Linked DNA regions of Mus musculus: all the other regions are linked to region 3. The links are chromatin contacts, called in public Hi-C and HiChIP or PLAC-seq maps. All regions are on one chromosome and are shown on one strand. Each heading gives the region's core, a stretch centred on a gene start, on an enhancer-like site or on the middle of the called end of the contact. The rest is flanking DNA. Distances are from core to core; before and after follow the strand shown.

Region 1 (2,982 bases), core at 186-2,685, 930 kb after region 3:
AAGGAGCCCCTCTGCCGACACATCACTCCGCTCACCCCCTTTGGAGACAGTGTTTCTCTGTCCCTGTCTTACCTCCTGGACCGCACTTTGTAGACCAGGCTGACCTCAGACTCACAGAGATCCACCTGGCTGGGCCTCCTGAGTGCTAGGACTTAAGGCATCTGCCACCATGCCCAGGTGGACACATCACTTCTATGGGGTTAAGAAGACCAGAGAACAAGGTGGGGGGGTGGGGGGGTCTACCTCTACTGCATTCTAGCAGGCCTGAGCCAAGGCTTGTGGGCCCACCGGCTACCTACACCCCTATCCCAGCAGCTCTAGGTGTGAACAGAAGCTGAGCTCACCTTGCCTCAACAGGCACTCAGTCAAGCCACCACACCCTCCCCACCCCTGGTGCTTAAGGACCCTACTATGACCTGGGCCCTTCTCTATCCCCGCCCAGCCTCCTCTAGCAGTATCTTAAGCCCTCAGCTGCTCCCAGACCGGCATGTTTTTCAAGACCCATTTTTGTCCCTGTTTGCCAGAGGAGGACATGGGACAGAGGGGCGTGGAAGGACCTTCTCTGGACCCTGGCCAGCTCCGGCCGTCCAGACACCCAGGTTTTCTCAACATCGAGTCTAGTAATCGGGAACACTTGAACCCCAGGGGGGAAAAAAAGACACAGAGGTAGTCAGAAGCCACACCCTCAAGTGGTGGGGTGGGAGTGCATCTAGCTTCAGAAGGGACCTAAATGGGACCCTGTGTGACACTTAGGAGTCAGGGGTCACAGTTCAGGACTCTGTGCTGTCAAGACAGGCAAGACTGCTCCGTGGATGGGCTGGGGACCCCAAGGACCCGTAGTGGGGCGTGGGGAGGGCACACAGCTCCCCGACCTCAGCGGGACTTCCCACCCAGCCCGCCAGGGAGCCGCCATCCCGTGCAGGGCCCATCCCAGTAGGGTTAGGGTTCGGGAGCGTCCTCGAGGCCGGGTCCCCGCCGCCCGCAGCCCGGCTCACCCGCGCCCGCAGGCGTGCGGCCGCCTCCATGCGCCGGCCGGCCGGGCCGGGACCCGTGCGCGCCCTCCGCAGCGGCGCCGGCTCCGGGCGGATGCCCGCCGCCCGCCGCCCAGCTATTTATAGCGCCCGGCGTCACGTGGGGGGGCGGTGACCGGCGGGCGACCCGACTCACAGCGGCTCCCGCACCTGCTGCCTAAAGATAGCACGCAAACAAAGGCGCGGCCAGCAGAGGAAGAGGAAGGAGGAAGGGAGAGGACCACCGCGGACCCGCCTGCCATCCCCTCTGCATCCTGCTGGGTAGGAGACCTCCTTCTGCAGAGGGGCCACAAGCCAGGAGGAACCCTTCCAGCTCTCCAGCTTCATATGCGCACACTGAACAGCTACTGTGTGCTCAGCCGCACTAGCCCACACTTCACCTTAAGAGCCACCACTCCCAGACTACAGCTGAAGAACCTGAGGCACTGAACCTACGCACACTCGAGTCACACAAGAGATGGGAGCCGACTCTACACAGGCTCATCTCCAAGGGAACTGACACCCACCCAGCTCTCCTGAAGTCTTCCAGGGCATCCCCTGAGCAGGATCGTCTCCTGGGCTCCACTGACCAGACGGAATCCTGGTTCTGTCCTAGGGCATCCCAGGCAGGAACCCTGTGCTCTCCCGCCCAAGAATGGAGACAGATGTCAGTCCGCACCTGCCCCAGTGGCTGCACCGCCCTGGGAGCCTTCTGGTGCAGGGCTTGAGTTCCAGCTCACAGAATCCCCAGAGGCCTTGCCTTGCTGGGAACCCTGGCCCAAGCCCGGCTCCCAGACAGAGGCCTGGCCCTGCAATCAGTAGTTGGTGCTGGGGAGAGGAATGATCCCTGAAAGGCTGGACCTGAGCCAGGGGAGGGCATGCCCCTAATACTCCCAGAGAGAAGTCTCATTAGCCAACCTTGCACAGCAGAGCCTACTATCCCCCATTCTCCCCCTGGCCCAGGTAAGCAGGGCTGATAACGTCCAGGCTGGAGCATCCCATTGCAGCCCCATCCTGGCTCACCCCCAGAAAGCTAGGCAGCCACCTAAGATCCCCAGAATATGCCACCCTTATAAATCCAGCAGGTTAACGGCATTGTTGCTGACCAGACCCATGGTCTCAGCTGTTCCACTAGTTTCCATCCTGACTGCAGATCCTGAACCCTCCACAAGGCACCAGCCTCCAGCAACACAACAGATACTGAGTAGATGCCCCAAGTCACCCAGCCAGGTAGCTGGACCATGACTGGAGATTTGCCCTCCCCCAGAGACCCTACTGGTCCCAATCCCAGGTGGGTAGGAGAAAGCACATCAAACCATCCCTGGTGGCCCATCAGTTGTCTAGAAAAGGGTTTGTTAGTGACAGGCCCAGCAACGTCTGAGATGCTGCACCAGCCAGGGCTGCAACCGGGGCTCCAAGTGACACCACACACACACACACACACACACACACACACCAGCATGCTGGGGCCTCTAGCTAATCCTGGGGGCACCTGCTACAGCTGGCAGGGCCCCAAGCCTTTCGGAGAAGTCTATATATAACACATCCAGAGCCTTCTTGGAGCCCTCCCAGAGTAACCCATCTCTGGGGCCAGGAGGGGAGACCCTAGCAGGCTCCACCCACGCCAGTCCCTCGGAACTCATCCAAAGCTCTTACACCCCTGTGTCGCACAGTTCCAAGGGTGCAACCCCTCACAAAACAGGCTCCTTAACCCCAGGCTCTCCCCAACCCCCTTGGCTATGTGCCCAGCCCAGGGAAGGCATCCTTAAAGGGAGGGGGAACCTAGCACTGGGCCCCACCCATACCCCACCTCCCACCCAGGCATGGCACCAAGAAGCTCCCGCTTGTTTATGGAAGGAACAAATGACCTGGTGTTCTAGGCAGAGGTCCAGATTGGGGAGCCATCCAGAACCTATCACGAGACCTCAGCCCTCGAGGTCTGGGAGAACTTCATAGGAGGGGACACCCAGGC
Region 2 (2,848 bases), core at 38-2,537, 700 kb after region 3:
GCCCTGTTGCTTTGGGTCTATGGCAGCAGAGTATATCATGGTGGCAGAGAAGGCCTGTTCACCCCTCAGAGCAAGGAAGCTGAGAGAGGGGGTAGGTTCCCCATACTTTTCTTCAAGGGGGCACCAATGACTTAACTTCCTACCACCAGGCCCCACCTCTTAAAGACTCCACCCTCCAATGTCCCTGGCTATGATTAAGTTAGTATATGGGCCTTTGGGGAACATTCCCGACATAACCGTTGCCCATGGGTTTACAGAGAAGAGGTAAAGCCCTGGGGTGCAGAAAGCTCTGTCCTGTGTAAGCTGGAAGGATGAAGAGGGACTAGCAGCTGCAGGCTTGCTCATGAGTATGTCTGTGTGGATGCATCTGTGTGTCTCTCTGTACCCCTAAGTGTACCTATGTGAAAGAGGAGGCCACAGAGGCAGGTGGTGACCCTAAGACAATGACCTAGACTCAGCCTGTTCTGGGACAGTAATTTCCTAGAGTTCATGTGCAGGTGAGATGGTCTCAGGACCTTCCCACCACAGGGCTGGGACAATGTTGTGTGTGTCTGAGATCATGTCATTCTTTCACGGAATACTCAAATTCAGACCCATTTTGTTCCAGGCCTGAGGCCAGCCAGCCAAGGATCTGAAGAGATGGCTCTGGAACCTTGGCCTCCATATCTTACCTCTGTCTCTTCCTCTGTCCTTTGGCCATATTGGCTGGGCCTCCCCATCAGGTCTGTATCCCCAGCCATGACCTTCACAGAAGACCAACAAAATATGTTCCCTTGAGAAAACCCTATAATCATAATTCCCTTAAGATCCATACAGAAATTCCTATGTAGCTTCCCAGAAAGAGCTGTCCATTTCTTTAGCAGGTGTACTGTGATCATGTGCTTAGCAAACAGATACTGAACCCAAAGTCAATACCTACTTCACTTCAGGCCAGTAGCCTCAGACACACCCAGGAATCAGGCCTGGAAGGACCCTAGGTTATCTCCTCCCCTGAGTTCTACTTGGCCTTGTTCACGTGCACACTGCTCCACAGTGACAGCTTGTGATCCTCAGCCTTACTCTAAGGCAAAAAAAGAGCCCTATGCTGAGCTAGTGTGCACCCCAGCCTGGCACATAGTAGGTACTCAATAAAGGAAGGTAGGGAGACAGGCAGGGTAGGGGGAGGTAGAGAGAAGAGAGAGGTCTCCAGTGGTTTTCTCGGAAGCAGCCTTCCCCCTCTCTCCCTCCCCTCTGCCCCCACCCCCGGTTGGCTGGGCTCCCTTGTCCTGAGTCAGCACGCCTGTGCATGTGCCTGTGTGGCCGTGGGTGGTGGCAGTGGGCTGGGACATTCTCATGCCAAGCAGGCTCTGCGCGCGCTGTCCTCGCCGCCTGCACAGTTCTCTCGTTGCTGCGTCTGAAAATGTCAACTTCTTATCTCGCCAGAATTTTTCCTGACTTGGAGAATTCAATAAAGAAGCTGAGTAACACTTAAAATAATAATGAAGCCCGGGGTTGCTGCAACTCCCGGCTGGCTCTGCGGCCAGGCTGCCTTGCCGCCATGATCAATCTTCATTTTCACACCGGGTGCCAGACAGCTCTGCAGGGTGGGGCTGGCCGGAAGCCCTGGGGAATTCACAGGCCACCAGGATGCCCGGGCACTCACCTGCTACTCTGAGCAGCGGGAGAGAGAGGCCATGCTGAACCTAACCTCCCTCACACACCAAGTCACTCCACATCGCAGTACCCCATCACTTACTACACCTGCTTCCCTGTGCCTGGACCCGTGCTGTTCCGTCCACCCAGTGCTAGCATCAAGGAAACTCCTATCTACTCCTCAAAACCCAGCTCAGGGTTCAGATAAGCCTCACTAGTTCTGTAGCCTTTGGACAGAGCAGTGTGCTCAGAGGGGTTTGTGGGTTGGAACCCCTCGGCTGCTTTCCTCTATTTTTGCCACCATGTGTTAACTAGCTAAGCACACTGCAATAGGTATGCAGAGACAAGAGGCTCGCCCAGGATCCAGAGATGCAGCAGCTGAATCCAGAAATAGCTGGGACTGTCTGCTACTACCCAGAAGCCCTTTCGGCCTGAGAGTGCCTAGCTGATAGATGAAGAGACTGGAAACCAGAAGGGAGAGAGAGAGAGAGAGAGAGAGAGAGAGAGAGAGAGAGAGAGAGAGAGAGAGAGAGAGAGAGAGAGAGAAAGAGAGAGCTGCATCCTGACAGAGGCAGCCCTGAACTGGAAGGCCCAGATATCACTATGGGGACGAGGCATGTGAGCTCTGGGTCCTGGCTGCCCTGTGAACTTGGTCGAGTTCACTGACACTGGAGGAGGCCCACTGTGTTCACCTGTGAGATCAGACCATGGTTGTCCAATCAGCAGGGTATATGGCTGGCCCATGCCCACAATGGAGGCCTATGTGAGAGCCAATCAACCTTGCTTGTTGCTCGGGGCTCTCCAGTCCTTCCTCAGTCCCTCAAGGGCCTCGCTGTTTGGTTTGAATCTACTCCAATTTGTCAACAGCTTTCTTTACAGGGGCTCTTACCGAATGTCTGCAAATTGACTCCTAGGCTAATGAGAACCAATTAATCTTCCCTCCTCCCTCCAACCCCGGCCAGCATCAGCCTAGCCCATCTCTCACTGCTCTCTTCTCTAGGCACAGAGCAAGGCCAGGACGAAAAGATCCAGCCTAGAGCAGCCACAGGCCTGAAGTGAGATGAGAACTCTGTGGGAGACCCTAGACCTCACCTATAACAGCAGCAGCCATCCCCAAAAGGAAAGCAAGCCCCAACTTGAAGATTCTTGGATGTTTGTATGGGTGCTGGAAAACCTTTCACGGAGATGGTCTGAATGAGAGGAAGGCCCACCTGCA
Region 3 (3,152 bases), core at 180-2,679:
CCTGCCCGTGGTCATGGGCTGATGGGTGATGCTTGGAGATGTGGCAATGGTGGGGATGATAATGGTGAGGATGTGGTAGCAGCTGTGGTGGTCACAGTGTCCATGATGGAGCTCACGGCTGAGAAGTGGTTGTGTTGGTCATCTGATCCCTACAGTGTCTGCTCACTTTTTTTTTTCTTAGAAAGTCCACACAGACGGGCGTGGTGGCGCAAGCCTTTAATCCCAGCACTTGAGAGGCGGAGGCAGGCAGATTTCTGAGTTCGAGGCCAGCCTGTTCTACAGAGTGAGTTCCAGGACAGCCAGGGCTATACAGAGAAAAACCCTGTCTCAAAAAACAAAAAACAAAAAACAAAAAAAAAAACAAAAAAAAAAAGAAAAGAAAGTCCACACAACCTGGGCTCCTCCCCTGTCCTTGGACAGAGAAAGGGCTAGATGTGTGTGTGTGTGGGGGGGGGGGGTTGCTCAACTGGGCAGTTTGGGGCAGACCCTGAACCCATGCACAACCTTTTCCAGTGGGTCGAGGGACCGAGAGTCGTGCCTGGTACCTGTGAGATCCATCAATGGTAGAGACCTGCTTGCCTTAGCTAGAGAACTACAGGAAGTGGGGAGACAACTTGGATCTCCACATGTCTGCAGCTCCACAGGTCACTCACTGGGAGCTGGTTGTCAGTTTCAAAGCCCAGGGCAAAGGCTTGAGAACTCAGATGAGCTGCCTCTGGTAGGAGGAGACATCGGAGAAAGAAAGAGGTCCAGATCCAACACCCTCCCCGCCCAGAGAGAAAACGGAGGAGTCACCAGCCAGAGGAGGGTAACCACGCTTGAAGGCCATTAGGGAGCCAAAAGAGTGGAGGGGACACAGCACTGGCCTCCCCTGCTCAACCTGTGCTCTTTGCCTTCTACCCACAGGCTCCACCTCTAGGAAGCCCTTCCTGGTTCTCTGTGTGAATCTGAACTCTTTCAGGGCACTGTGCTCCATCCCTATTGGTACCCCACTCCCCTTTGTGACAGAATGAGAAATGTCAGGCACAGGAATTCTAAGCATTCTTACCTGTCTGCATCTTGGCGCTGGTGTACGCCCAGCCCAGAGCTCGAACCCTTCAGCCTGAACGCTGTTCCTAGGGATTTATTTACAGGACTGAGGAGCTACTACTGCCCAGGGCCCCCCCACCCGGGGGGCCATCTGCTTTCTCCTGGAACCAGAGCTCTAGGGTACAAGTAAACAAATACCTGATACAAGATCTTTGTGCAGGTCTGGTTTAAGAGTCACAAAGCCACCAATGGCAGGGACAATGTCACCAGTCTCCAGCCAGGGACTCTGGTCCCCACCTCTCCTTCAGGGCAGGGGCTGAGCAGGTGTAGGGCAGGGTGGGCCCTGGGTGGTGGCAGGCTCAGCGCACAGAGCCTTCCTGCGTGGGGAAGCTCCTTGCTGCGTCATGGCTCAGCTATTCTCAGCCTCTCTCCTTTTATGGTGCCGGAAGCAGGCAGGCTGCTGCTGGGCTGGCTCTGGGAGGTATTTAAATGGAATTGCAGAGAACAGCAGGAAAACACAGCCGCCAGGGTGGGGGTGGCAGCCTTGAACGCCACCCTCTAACTGGCATGGGCATCTGAACTCTCAGCTCTGGGGGTGTCTCATCGGCCAGCTGGCAGTAGCCCCCCCAACCCCACCCCTGATGGAGAACTGCTCCTGTATGATCCAGCCCAGTGGGCGCACAGGGAGTTGGTAGGTGGGCACTCAGACTGGCTAGGGCCCCAGTGGAGCAGAGATGAGGGGTGGCTGCCAGCCTCCCACCTCAGCCCAGCCTCCCATGGCTCTTACTCATTCCTGGTTCGTAACTCTGCCCCTACCCCCAGCTCAGCACTGGCTACCTGGATATAGGGAACCCTAATAGTCTTCATTCTTGTCCCTTTGGTAGCCCAAATTCCTGGGCCATCTCTCCAAAGCAGGGACAGCTCACACATCCAGAACACCAGCCACCAAATCATCTCCCCATATCCTGATTCTTTTCTACCCTCTCTACCCTCCATGTCCTCCCCAGGCTGAGGAGGTCCTGGGTACAATGGCCCTGGCTCAAGGCTGGTGTCCTGGCTAGAATAAGGGAGACCTGACTCACCTTGATACCTGGTCTCTGCTACCATCCATGTTCTGCCCCCACATGGACAAAACCCACATGGCCATGTCCTTGGCCTGGAGTAGCACCCTCACACATCTGGCAGTCCCTCTTTATGTCTGGCTGTTGGCTCCTGCATTCCAGTGATGGCTGGAAGCAGGTACACTAGGAAAAGCTAAAGGGGGCTACGACTGTGACATATATGGTTGCACACAAAACACATTTCCAGACCTGTGCAGATACCAAGATTGACCACTCATCTCAGAGACTCTGTGCAGATGCACACAAGATAGACCAAGGCACGCTGTGCCTGGAGACCCTTCCTAGAGGCACAGAATATGGACAGCTATAGGGAGTCAAGGCTTTCTCACTTTAACATAGAGTTGGCATTTGTCAACTGAACAGGAGGGTGGACAGTTGGTCAGAAGGATCCTTGTAGCCACAGGTCCACCCAGTGCTTTCTCAGCCTTCATGAAGAAGAAAGAGGAGGAGGAAGAGGAGGAAGAGGAGGAGGAGGAGGAGGAGGAAGAAGAAGAAGAAGAAGAAGAAGAAGAAGAAGAAGAAGAAGAAGAAGAAGAAGAAGAAGAAGAAGAAGAAGAAGAAGAAGAAGAAGAAGAAGAAGACAAGGAAGAGGAAGAGGAGGAGGAAGGGGAGGAGGAGGAGGAAGAGGAGGAGGTGCCCTAGTGGCCTTTTAGTACAGTCTGCCTGTTGTATAGTTGAGACCAAGGTGCTGAATGAGTGCCATGAAGTCACACACAGTCTCAGGGAGATGCAAAAGTTCCTGTCCACAGCGCTATGGAGGCTTAGGCTAGGCACAGACAGGCTATCTGACATGGACCCAAAAGGGGCTTCCTCAGGTCTAGCTCCTGTCTCTTGATTCTACACTTACGCTGGCCCCCTAGTGTGTGAGTGCTGAGCTCTGTACCCACAATGCCTGCATGGCTTCGCCTTCCTTGTTCTAGACTATTCTAGCTTGAGCAATGACAATTACATGGACTGCCTGTTTTCTGCAAGAAGAATCCCCAGGAAGTGCTGGGTGCTCTT

The links. A called contact is a pair of places that touch in the nucleus more often than the background predicts. HiChIP or PLAC-seq counts read pairs in DNA pulled down with a chosen protein or histone mark.
Region 1: a contact with region 3 is called in an H3K27ac HiChIP or PLAC-seq map of embryonic stem cells, with 3 times the contacts expected there. The contact joins the promoter of Ptp4a3 here to the enhancer-like site in region 3. A contact is called at or near these places in 3 of 115 datasets of contacts at active chromatin or transcription factors (double positive thymocytes, embryonic stem cells and forebrain).
Region 2: a Hi-C map of cortical neurons shows a contact between it and region 3, with 4 times the contacts expected there. The contact joins two enhancer-like sites. A contact is called at or near these places in 1 of 39 promoter capture datasets (hippocampal neurons), 6 of 484 Hi-C or Micro-C datasets (cerebellar granule neurons, cerebellum, cortical neurons and 2 more) and 2 of 115 datasets of contacts at active chromatin or transcription factors (both in embryonic stem cells).

What each region holds. Positions count from the first base shown.
Region 1 is chr15:73,746,479-73,749,460 of GRCm38.p6, reverse strand. It overlaps Ptp4a3 (protein tyrosine phosphatase 4a3), which reads right to left and starts at 1,435. Exons shown (of 6, transcript NM_008975.3): 1 at 996-1,435.
Region 2 is chr15:73,981,015-73,983,862 of GRCm38.p6, reverse strand. No RefSeq gene overlaps it. Among named protein-coding and RNA genes, the nearest start is that of Gm32355, 7.6 kb to the left of the region's middle. Within about 2 kb of position 1,287, at least 35 of the 459 cell types and tissues checked have an H3K27ac peak or open chromatin away from gene starts, as enhancers often do. A contact at or near this core is called in cortical neurons and stem cell-derived motor neurons, where this site is marked.
Region 3 is chr15:74,677,603-74,680,754 of GRCm38.p6, reverse strand. Gm32994 (a long non-coding RNA gene) reads right to left here. Exons shown (of 5, transcript XR_003951652.1): 3 at 1,049-3,152. Among named protein-coding and RNA genes, the nearest start is that of Gm32994, 6.2 kb to the right of the region's middle. Within about 2 kb of position 1,429, at least 164 of the 459 cell types and tissues checked have an H3K27ac peak or open chromatin away from gene starts, as enhancers often do. A contact at or near this core is called in cortical neurons, embryonic stem cells, forebrain and 1 more, where this site is marked.